Linked DNA regions of Gossypium hirsutum: region 1 is linked to region 2. The links are chromatin contacts, called in public Hi-C maps. All regions are on one chromosome and are shown on one strand. Each heading gives the region's core, a stretch centred on a gene start, on an enhancer-like site or on the middle of the called end of the contact. The rest is flanking DNA. Distances are from core to core; before and after follow the strand shown.

Region 1 (5,691 bases), core at 1,728-4,227, 280 kb after region 2:
CTACAAGAGTATTTCTCTTGGTGAAGCAATTAACTATTCTTTGCCTTTAAGTTGTATTATTGATTCTTTTAGAAGCTTCAACCAATTAACTATTCTCCAAGTGCACCCTATACTCGTCAAGCATTCGTTGGATGCATACTTTCACCACTCCTTCTCATTATGGGGAGTCTTGGATGTCTAATAAGCTCTCTTTGAAGCGATGTATGTACTCTATGAGATATTCTCTAAATTTCCGATGCTTTCGTCCCGAATCAATCAAAGTAACATCCTTTTGGCTTTGCAACTCAACGGAATTGGGAGTAAGGTAAACATACCAAGTGTATGCCTTCTTTGTCAAAGACTTGAAAATTTCTTTTGACTTGAAGTCATCATATAACCCAATAATTTCAAGTTATTGGTAATTGTAAAGAGTGAATGGAAAGTTCATCATGTGACTAAGGAAATGAGAAGCACTCAATGTCACAAAAAATCTCTATATTTGATTCAACAGCTTATAATATTTTAGGCTTATTTTCATATCTTCTACTTTCAATAAAGTAGTATGATATGGAATATCTTTTGCTGAACATTCTTAGAGTTAACACATTATTCTTAAAAAAGGTTGGTTCATAATTATTATTTTTATAGAGAAATATTATTCCAAGCAAGAGAGTCCTTTTACTCATAAAGATAAACAAAATTACTGAAGTGTGATTAGTAATGTGACGTGTTAATATAATTAGATATTGGCCCCACAATAAAAACAACAATTTAAGGCCTAAAATTACCCTTTAAATACAGCCCAATGTTAATTCCAAGCTTTAAAATTGGAAAGTAAACCGATCATAACTTAAAACTTCGAAAGATAAAATATATACCGGATTAAACACAAAAATTATATCCAAATTCACTTCATATGTCTTGTTCCCTCATGCAAGGATCTCAAACAAGTTGCAAATTATTTCATATCAGGATATGGTTCTTGCTGTAAGTAAAAATGTTTTTAATATTTATCCAAAGTAAGCAAAGATTTTGCTTCGTTTTATGTAGTGCTGTAAGAAAAGACAATGGTTAGAATTACAAAGGCAAAGCCACCCTTGATGCTGCTACTGCTATAAACGTAATGCTTTTCAATTAACTCCAAAGAACTTGTACCATCGCAAGGCTGCAAAGCCACATGCCATAACTGACTGGGAAAAAAAGGACATTCAAGCACCCTTTAGAATACAACTCTCAACCCATGGTGAAAGAATTGGCCAACTTTATGCCAAAGAACCCCAAGTCCACCTTCAGCTCTAGGATTCTGCAACTTTATCATTCAATGCTTCATCCATTACGCAGTACGGGTGCATTCATATCAGTTAACTACAAATCAAGTTGGTCAGTGCCCAGATGTATCCCATTAATAAATTCAGAAGATACCTAGCTCTACTTATAGAACAAACAAAAAGCAGTTCTCTAAGATGCAATGCGCGAAACTCTTCACTGTCATGGTTTTGCTTGTTCAAGCATCAAGAGATGCTTTTAGTCTTTCTTCTAAACACTGCGCAAAATCAAAGAATAAAACCTTGAGGGACATGATACCTTCCCACAAATAATGGAAAAGCCATGTTTATTACGGTTAAGAAGAACACCATCAGTTCAACCTTATCTACTTACTAACCTCAGTGCTTCATTGTATTTCTATATATTGATCGGAAGGTATATTTAATATATGATTATACCTAGAACATATGCATGCTAGAACATCATCAAGGTGACAGATAAAAGAAAGAATATATATATATGAAGGCAAAGGAACGTAGTGGAAATCAGAATCGGATTCCTGGATCAATCAAAACCAATAATAAAATTAATATATATATGTATAGCAAAATAAGCCATCAAGAATAGCATATTATATTTAGCTAGCAATAATAAATTAAAAAGAGGCAGATGATATAAACTCATCAGCAGCCCGAAAAGCCAAATCAAAGAATGAGAACTCGGTACTTTCACCTACAGTAGCTATGGCTATGGGGGAATGCAGGCAACATCACGTGCATTACATTGCATGATCAGAATGGAAAATGGAGGGCGGGGATACCCTGATTTGATTGGCTGAAATGAAGTAAGGAATAAAGTTTAAAAAAAAAAATTGGATGGATGAGGCTTAAGATTTAAGAAACCCATCATTTCTAATTACCATTTAAGTAATATTATAATCATGCACAGTCACAACACAATATCTAATACTTATTATCCATTTAGTATAAGTTGAAATAAAATTAAGAGTTGGATAATCAACAATGGCATATAGTACTGTACATAATTATGGGTATGAATACCGAGCTTGCTTGCTCTTTGTTTTGCCTTAAGACACTACAGATTATCTCCTTCTTAACTAGTAATTGAGTATTCCATCCTCATTCTAAATATAAAATAATTTTAAAACTCATAACCTAACATCTACCTCTTAATAAATTTATAAAATAAAAAAAAATAATTAATAAGGTACACATAATACCATCACATAAACAAATATATACATAATAAATGAACCCCAAAAAGAGCACATATACATAATATAATTAATCATTAAATAGAAAAAAGAAAAAGAGTTTTAGTTGTGTATATATATATATATGTAATAGTATCTTAGCCGAAATTAGAAGTTTTTACCAATGAAAGGCAGCCACGTCAAGTCCGAGGCTCCATTAATTAACGGACGTTAACGAACCTAACCACAGAGCTGTAAGAGGCGTTAAAAAGGCAAGACAGAGAGAGATCCAACGGCTGGGAAGCACTGGCGGCAACTAACTAGAATGAAACCCATCCGGTCAACCTATAGTTCCCACCAATAATTGAAAGCCACGTGGATTAACAACATCCTCGGCCCGCGACAGCTTACAAGATCCAGCTGATTACCTGGAATCGCCGGTGGCCAACCACATAGCAACAAGGAACAACAACTTTTTTCCTTTTTGATTTATAATTTTAATTTTATTAACTTTCTTTTTCATCGTCCAATTCTCTCTTTTCGACGCCTTTTGCTTCTCTCTCTCTCTCTCTCTACCTCTCTGTTCTGTCTGTTTCAGGGTTTTCTTTCTCTTGGATCATCATCATCATATTACAAATTACCAAAGAGAAAGCACCAAAGCATCATCATTTTCTACCCTTTGTGAGAGTTTGTTTGCTTTTTTTTTCTTTTCAGCTTTACTCCAATCCTTGGAGCTTCTTGTTTATTGCTCTAATCATCTGTTTTTTTTTTAAAAAAATTTTGTTACCTTGAATGAATATTCTGATGTTGTTTTCCTCGATTGGGTGGGAGTTTTTGGAGTTATGATCTGGGGTTCTTTTGGAAACATAAAATTACCCCAACTGCTTCAAGTTATTATAAAAAAAAAACCCAATTTTTGGATGGTTTGCTGGATACCTTCATCAAAGGTAATTAAGGGATTGGTATCATATTAAGTTGGGATTTTTCTTGTTTTGATGCTATCTGCGTAAGGGTAGTTTGATCTGGGAGTTGACTTCGATTCGGATATTTTAGAAATTTTCACAGCTTTCCACAACCAACTGGTTTTCTCAGATTTTTTGATTGCTTAGGTGATTTTTTATTAGCTATTTTGTTTATCCCTGGACCTTTGATTTTGTCTCAAGAAGATATAAGTTGGGATAGTTTTTGAATATTCAATCTTTTATTCGGCACATATCTGAGAAGTTGCTATAGAATTTGGTTGTTTTGGCAGAAGTTACTCCAATAAATTTATATAAAGGGGTTTGGCTTATTTTTGTTTAACTTGAAAGTGTTCTCCGAGGTCTTTGATTTATGGTTGGGAAAGGAATATGGCTGCCCGTATGGATTTTTCACCTCCATTTGCAATCATAGAAGGTGGTTACACTAACGATAATTTGCCAGACATGGATAATGAAAAATTGGATAATGAAAAACAAGTCACTCTCGGGAAACCTCCGCGCCACCTTTCCATTATGCAACATTGTGTGAGTTCAGGGAGGCTGATTGCTGAGGCTAATTTGGTATGTTTAATTCCTTTCTAATCTGACCCTTCTTTTCATCATTATGAACTGAGGAGCCTGAGCTTTAAGGACTTTCTACATTAGCATAAAATCTGAATGCAGCTTAGTTATTAGTTTAAAATGAAAACTCTGAAACATTTGTGATTCTGATGATATATGTTCTTGTCACCTGCATTTGTGCTGCATAACCTTTTGGCTTTTGACACTTTTAGAGAGAATAACTATTATCCTGTTCATATTTTGTTGAAAATCATCACCTTGAGAAAGGCTTTGCATTGTTTTATTTGATGCTATAAAAGTAGTTTCCTGAATTGCTTTTACTAACTACTTTTCTCTTCTCTAGGAATTGGATGTTGGTATTGTAGTCCACAAGTCATCTTCTGATGAAAAGACTGAGTTTTTGCCGGTCTTGCGATCAGGAAGCTGTGCTGAAATAGGACCCAAACAGTATATGGAAGATGAACACATTTGCATAGATGATCTTATTGGACATCTCGAGACAACTACAAAGGTCCCTTCTCCAGGAGCTTTCTATGGGGTATGATTATTTGAATCTACCATATATGACCTGCCAGATGTGGTTAATAAGTAATCTTGGTGAACCATCTTAATTTTCATTAGAAATAGCAAATTTTGTTAATGCACTTCCTTCTGACTATCTGTCTTGATTGCGTGTCTGTAGTTAAAAACTCGTGTCCTGCTATAGCTTCTACTGAGATAATATAATATATCTACCTTTGTGTGGTTAGTGTTGACAAGGTTTCAATGTGGTGTTTGAAGCATGTTCTAAGAAAACGGGTCCTGAAGATATTATCCAGGCCAAAAGGAAAAAGATGTAGAAACCAGCACATAGTTGTCTCTAATATTGTGAACTGCAGCCTGGTTTAGAGTAGCAATCCAGCAAGTTTTTGAACATTACAAGATCCTTTTTCCCTTAGATCTGCTGCCTCATTATAACTTGTTACTTAATTTCTAGGTTTAAGGTGTCTAAACATGTCAGTTCTATTCCATATACAATTAGCATGAAGGTGGTTTGGGAATCTTTATTGGCCATACTTGTGAATTGAACCTTGCCAATACGTGTGAACAGGTTTTTGACGGTCATGGAGGAACAGATGCGGCCATATTTATTAGGGAGAATATCCTTAAATTTATAGTTGAAGACTCTCATTTTCCAATTTGTGTGGAGAAGGCAATCAAGAGTGCTTTTCTGAAAGCTGATTATGCATTTGCAGATGCTAGTTCTCTTGATATATCCTCTGGCACCACTGCATTAACTGCACTTATTTTCGGAAGGTGAGTGACCCACTTATCTGCAATGGTAATATTCCATTTTGACGTTATTTCCTTAAATCCTCTTCTAGCAGCCTTTGTTTTGGTTTAAGATGATCTGAAATCCTGTGCATTCAGTGATTGATGCTGCGTTGAAACTGGAAATAATGTGTTATCAGGATATATTATGCATTAGTCAAACCTGAACTCAAGGTCTTCTTAGTAGTCTTTACTGTTCTGTATTCTGAAAGCCAGGAATTGGGTACCTCTAAACTCTAATATTAGTTATCTTTTCAAAGGACCTTGATAATTGCAAATGCTGGAGATTGTCGAGCTGTGCTGGGAAGGCGAGGTAGAGCAATTGAAATGTCCAAGGACCACAAACCTAATTGCACATCTGAAAGACTAAGAATTGAGAAA
Region 2 (6,059 bases), core at 2,392-4,891:
GTAGCAGGCAATGTTGTCACTTAGAGAATCAAGAAACATATGTTGTTGCATGGTCGAGTGCGGAGGCTGAATTTAGAGGCATGGCACTTGGATTATTGAAGTTTTATGGCTCAAAGTTATATTTGGGATATCCTCCAATACAACCAATTCAACTACATTGTGATAGCAAGGCTACCTATGATATTGCTCATAATTCGATGCTACCATGCATATGGAAGTTGATAGATTCTTCATCAAAAAGAAATTGGATGAAAACACTACTAGACTTGCCAAAAATTAATTCAAAGGATCAATTCGCCGTTGTTCTTACTAAGGTAGTGTCAAGTCAAAATTTCTCCAAGTTTATAGGTAACTTAGCCATCTGTGATTCCATGCACCAACTTAAGGGGTATTGAAATATTTGAGGCTTGATTCCATAGATTCAACTCTATGATTTCTTTTTAGACTCTTCATAAAATGGGAAATGGCTAGTTAGGAACTTGATTGTAGGATCTTTAGCTAAAATAATATAACTGTCAATATAGACTATTTATCTAACCTCGAAAGCTTGTCTCAAATTTGAGAAGGTTTATACAAAATATTAGGCTCATTTAAAATATGAGTCGGGCTTCAAGGCTTGCGCCCGGTTTGACTAATTTTTTAAATTTATAATGTTTTATATTGTGTTATTTTTATATATTATGTAATTTATAACACATAAAAATTAAACCTATAGTAATATATAATACTAATATAATGTAGACATTAATAAATGTTAAGATGACTATACATAAAATTTTAATAAATAAAAAAATCTAAAATTATTAAATATTGAATTTTAAATTTTAAAAAAATATATTTTTTAAAATTAACATAGATCAACTTAAAATGAATCTAGACAAATCTAAATGTGTTAATATGATGCTTAAATCCGACTCGAAACTGAACTAATATGACTCATGCACACCCCTAATAAATACCCATGCATGCATATTCTTCGGAAATAAATTTTTGAACTTCAGTAGAATTCATCTATAGGTAATGCACTTGGTTACTTGTGGAGGCCGTTGCAAAGAAATTATTGCATATATTGGTATTGATAGCTGAGCTACTTTAGCAGAGAAAGCAGCAAAACGCACTACAGCAGGCTCTGGTCAATCTTAAAATAAAATAAAAACATGTCTGTAAATGTAGATGTAGATGTTTTCTTTTGGAACATAGATGTAAATGTGATTTGTAGATGTAATGTAGGGGATGGATGGACATTATTAGGGTATAGACTCTGTTAGTCTGTAACCATTTTGTTATACAAGCTGGAATATTGTTATCATTTTATACCATTTTATATCATTTTGTTAGTCTGTTATTGTTACTATTTATGTTCTGGTCTATGTGAATGATATTATCGTTACTAGAAGTACGACCGACGGTATAAATGACTTTATTCAACAGTTACATAATGAGTTAAGACATGGGAGATCTTCACTACTTCTTAGGCATTGAAGTCACTCGATCGTGCACCGAGAGTCTCCATTTGTGCCAACGCAAATACATCCGGGATCTGCTTGACAGGAATTTCTTGGCTAACGCGAGAGTGTTCACACACTGATGGTTAGTTCTTCTACGTTATCTAAAGATGAGGGAGATCGCCTCAATTATCCTATTGAATATAGAAGCCTTGCTGGTGCATTACATTATGTTGTTTTGACCCGGCCTGATATTGCTTATGTGATAAATCGTGTCTATCAATTCATGCATGCGCCTACTACGGTACATTTGGTGGCTTTGAAAAGAATCTTGCGATATTTACATGACACTACTGATCATGGGTTAATTTTTCCTCCGTCCAACAGATTATCTTTAGTTGGCTATGCTGATGCCAACTGGGGATTGGATTTTGATGATCGTTGGTCAATAACAGGCTATTGTGTGTACTTTGGTCATACACTCGTCTCTTGGTGTTCTAAGAAACAACAAGTTGTTTCTCGCTCCACGGCTGAGGCGGAGTATCGGAGTCTAACAGCAACTACCAATGATGTTAATTGGTTAGTCTCTCTGCTAACAGAATTACAAACTCGTTCTGTAGATCCACCTACTGTTTGGTGTGACAACTCTAGTGCAGTAGCGATAGCTACTAATCCGGTCTTACATTCCAAATTTAAACATGTCGAACTTAATTTATTTTTTGTTCGCGAAAAGGTCGCTGATGGTTCTCTTGTTGTCAGTGAGGTTCCAGCATATGATCAGGTCATTGACATTCTCACAAAACTACTGTCCGTCTCCACTTTTGGCTAGGTTTCATAGTTTGCTTCAAGTCGAAACTAGGTGAAGCTGGGTGAATATTAGAGTATAGACTCTGTTAGTCTGTTACTGTTTTGTTATACTGTTTTGTTATACAGGCTAAAATATTGTTAGCAAGTAATTAGCAAACAGCTAATTATAGCAGTTAGTCATTTAAGTATAAATTCTATTCATGTATTGTTGAAAGTAAGCAAATAATATCAGAAGAGATTAAACGTGTTCATTCTTCTTTCTTGGTTTTTCTTCATAATACAGTTGTTAACAAACATAGAGTGTTTTAAGTCGTAAATTGATGGCCAGGCCTAGCAGAGTTGACTGGGCCACTCTCCTTTGATTGGTTAGTAGAAATTTGACCCTACATGTTTCCTCTAATTTTTGCCCCACGAGGAGAAAAAAAAGGTGCTCAATAATCAGAGCTAGCTTAGCTGGCCAGACCAGAGAGAAACGAAAAAGAAAACACGTTGAAAAAGAAGAACTAACACCTACTCACTAGGGATCTAGCTAGCTACCTACATAGCTGGGGAGCACCACCATGTGAAGGAGAGGAGGTGTTTTATCATTTATGGATCTTAGATTTACACAACCTAAAGTAAACCAAACTTGTAGTATTCCTATGAATGTATATGCATGGATGTAATGTATAGAATATAAAGAAGCTGATTAAGGCCTAATTACTGCGATATACGTGCAAAAGCCAGGAGTCAGGAAGGATATCCTGTTGCTGGGTGGTGGTGTTATCTTTTACTTGGCCTACTCACCATGATCTATGTTTATGTTATGCATACGTAGTTACTAGAGAGTAATAGAGGGAGAGAGAGAGAGAGAGAGAGAAACAATAGCAGCCTACGATACCCTTTAAATTACCTGCTCATGCTACACGTGCAACGCCGACATTTTCTAGAGCTCAGCTGCACCCACCCCCCCATTAATTAATCAATTAAAACACCTTCATCAATCATCAGGTAGCTAGGTTTGCGGGTAACATGGCTCGGCTCCAATTCCCAGGTATCACCTCCATTTTAACTACTATACTAATTTTCCATTTCCAACTTATTTGAATTATTACATACGTTTGAGTTTAGTCTTGTTAATCTCAAACAAGTAGAGCTCGTGTTATTTGTATAAGCTTGTTATATCTAACATTAAATGGACCAAGATTACGTATGTATTATATTATATATATAAAGAAATATAAAGAAAATGAAAAGAAAGGGAAAGGGAAAGCGAAAGAACTACCCGTATTCAAGATTTGGCGATCTAATTGTTGTACAAACTAAACTAATGTTAAATTTTGTCTAGAAAAAAGAGAAGAGAAGAATTGAGTGATGATGATGATCTCACTGTTGTGTTGTGTCCTGTGAGTGAGCTATCCCTCCCTCCCGTGGTTATCCATCCATCATAGAACGTACCTTACTGACTCATCTCTCTTTTCTCTCTCTTTTTCAATATGCTCACATACGCACGCATAAATCTCTGTCCTCTGCAACCGACTTTGCATTTACTACCCCCCCTCTCTCTATTACATTTACATATTCCAATCTCTCCTTTTTTTTTTTGGCAGCTCTTCCCTAGCCTTTCAAGGCCTCGATTCAACCCTCCCCAAATACCTTTTTATCTTGTTCAAATATTTGCATGTTCCTCCATTCATTCCAGTCACAACAACTAGCCTTTACTCTCAACAAGATGTTAGCAGTGGAGGAAGTTTTAAGTGAACTTGGCGGGGAAGAAGTGAACGAGCAAGGGTTGCCGCCGGGATTTAGGTTTCACCCCACTGATGAAGAACTCATAACATTTTATTTGGCTTCAAAGGTATTCAATGGAAGCTTCTGTGGAGTGGACATTGCTGAGGTTGACCTTAACCGATGTGAACCTTGGGAGCTTCCAGGTATATAATAAATTAACACTCAATATTTATTAGTGTGTCATTGTGTACATGTGTATGGTGGGTCTAACTATTTAGTGTACTGTTGATGATGGTAAATGGATAAGATGTGGCGAAAATGGGGGCAAGGGAGTGGTACTTCTTCAGCCTGAGGGACAGGAAATACCCAACGGGAGTGAGAACAAATAGAGCGACTGGAGCTGGGTACTGGAAAGCCACCGGAAAAGATAGGGAAGTGTACAGTGCCTCCACTGGAGCTTTACTTGGCATGAAAAAAACCCTTGTTTTCTACAAAGGCAGAGCACCCCGTGGAGTGAAGACGATGTGGGTCATGCATGAGTACCGTTTAGACGGTGACTTCTCCTGCCGCCACACGTGCAAGGTTGGTACATGTGCACCGGTGGGAATCCCACCAGACACCCCCTTCCCACTTTTTTTTTTCCTTTTTGTCGTTTTCTGGGTTGACATATTCTGCTCAGCTGAATGCTAATAATAACAATGATATGATGAAACTGTAGAGTAATTTCTGATGTGATTGCCTTCACTTACTAGTTACATGTTTATTGTTCATGCACAATTTAAACAAGATTTGGAAAAGGCTAAAAGCATGAGCATGTAACACTGAATTGTCAAATACTACGCATGGTTTAATATTGAAATGGTGTTATATTTTGCAGGAAGAATGGGTGATTTGCAGAATAATACACAAAACAGGTGAGAAGAAAAATGGGGTAGCTGCTGCGCAAGGGCTAGGCTATATCTTGGAACTTTCTTCATTATCTTCAACAACAAAAACAACAAATTGCTTCCGTCCACTGCTTGAAACCTCAACTCCGTTGTTAGAATCTCAAACCCAAACTTCAATGCAGGCTGCCCATAACTCTTTTCTGGAACATGACCTGAAAAGCTTAATAAACCCGGTTGTGTATCCAGCTAATGGGTTCCAACCCTCCTTTACAGCCACTCCCACCACCTTTAGTAGCACACCCGACAAGAACGCCAGCAGCAACTCATCAGCAGCCGCATCGATGCTCTTCAAGTCCCTCCTCTCACATCAAGAATGCGTTTTGAGGGAACAAGCAGCTGCTACTATTCCCAAACAGTGCAAGACAGAAGCTAACTTTTCCAATTTCCAACTGCCTGATTCCACCTTGAGTTGGATGGAGAAGATGCATCCCAACCCTTGTCAAGATCCCATGTTTTTCGACGTGGATTATAATAATAGTGTGTTGGGGTTCGCTGAACTCTGAAGGTCAGGTGTTGCGACTGAGGCCTGGGGTCACTTCAATTGCTTTCTAGATTAAGATTGTTAGTTAAGATATCATATTGTTAGTGTTAGGACCCTATCCCTATATCCATGACTTTCTTTTTATCTGAAGTGTTTGTGCTGGCTTGTTGGTGTAAAATGTAAATGAGTATCCTACAAAAACTCTGAACCCAATCCATGCACGTAACTTTGTAGGATTGGAGAAATTCGTGCACCTAATTCAACTGATTGTGTGTTATTATTATAATATTTATGGGCCATATGTATATATTTATTTGTAATTACAAAACTTCTTCCCACACCTCTGTCAACTGTTTTTCTTGAAATTCTCGTCCAAAGCCAAGCCAGGCCAGACCGTACTGAAAATAAAGCCAGCCTTTCTTGGATATACGTTTGGCTGCTTTGATGCGAGGAATATTGGGATGGAGTGTGAGGTGAGCTACATTGCATTTGCGCCACTTCAATGTTCTACCGAATACCACTTCAATATTTGGGATGTTCAATGTTAAAATATCTTAGTCATCAGTTTTATATATATATATATATTTGGATATATTAAACTGTTTTTTTAAACTATATCATTAGTTATTAAATTATGAGTAAATTTTTATTTTGGTCATTTAATTTAAA

Evidence for each region. Hi-C and Micro-C count contacts between places; a contact is called where the count stands out from the background.
Region 1: a contact with region 2 is called in a Hi-C map of leaf, with 2.8 times the contacts expected there. The contact joins the promoter of LOC107945237 here to the promoter of LOC107917103 in region 2. A contact is called at or near these places in 2 of 34 Hi-C or Micro-C datasets (hypocotyl and leaf).

The regions. Positions count from the first base shown.
Region 1 is chrA01:19,552,296-19,557,986 of Gossypium_hirsutum_v2.1, forward strand. LOC107945237 (probable protein phosphatase 2C 27) reads left to right here and starts at 2,978. Exons shown (of 4, transcript XM_016879161.2): 1 at 2,978-3,999; 2 at 4,343-4,537; 3 at 5,090-5,295; 4 at 5,571-5,691. The coding sequence starts at 3,808.
Region 2 is chrA01:19,276,478-19,282,536 of Gossypium_hirsutum_v2.1, forward strand. It overlaps LOC107917103 (protein CUP-SHAPED COTYLEDON 3), which reads left to right and starts at 3,642. Exons shown (of 3, transcript XM_016846485.2): 1 at 3,642-4,165; 2 at 4,270-4,544; 3 at 4,840-5,710. The coding sequence starts at 3,913. The coding sequence ends at 5,412.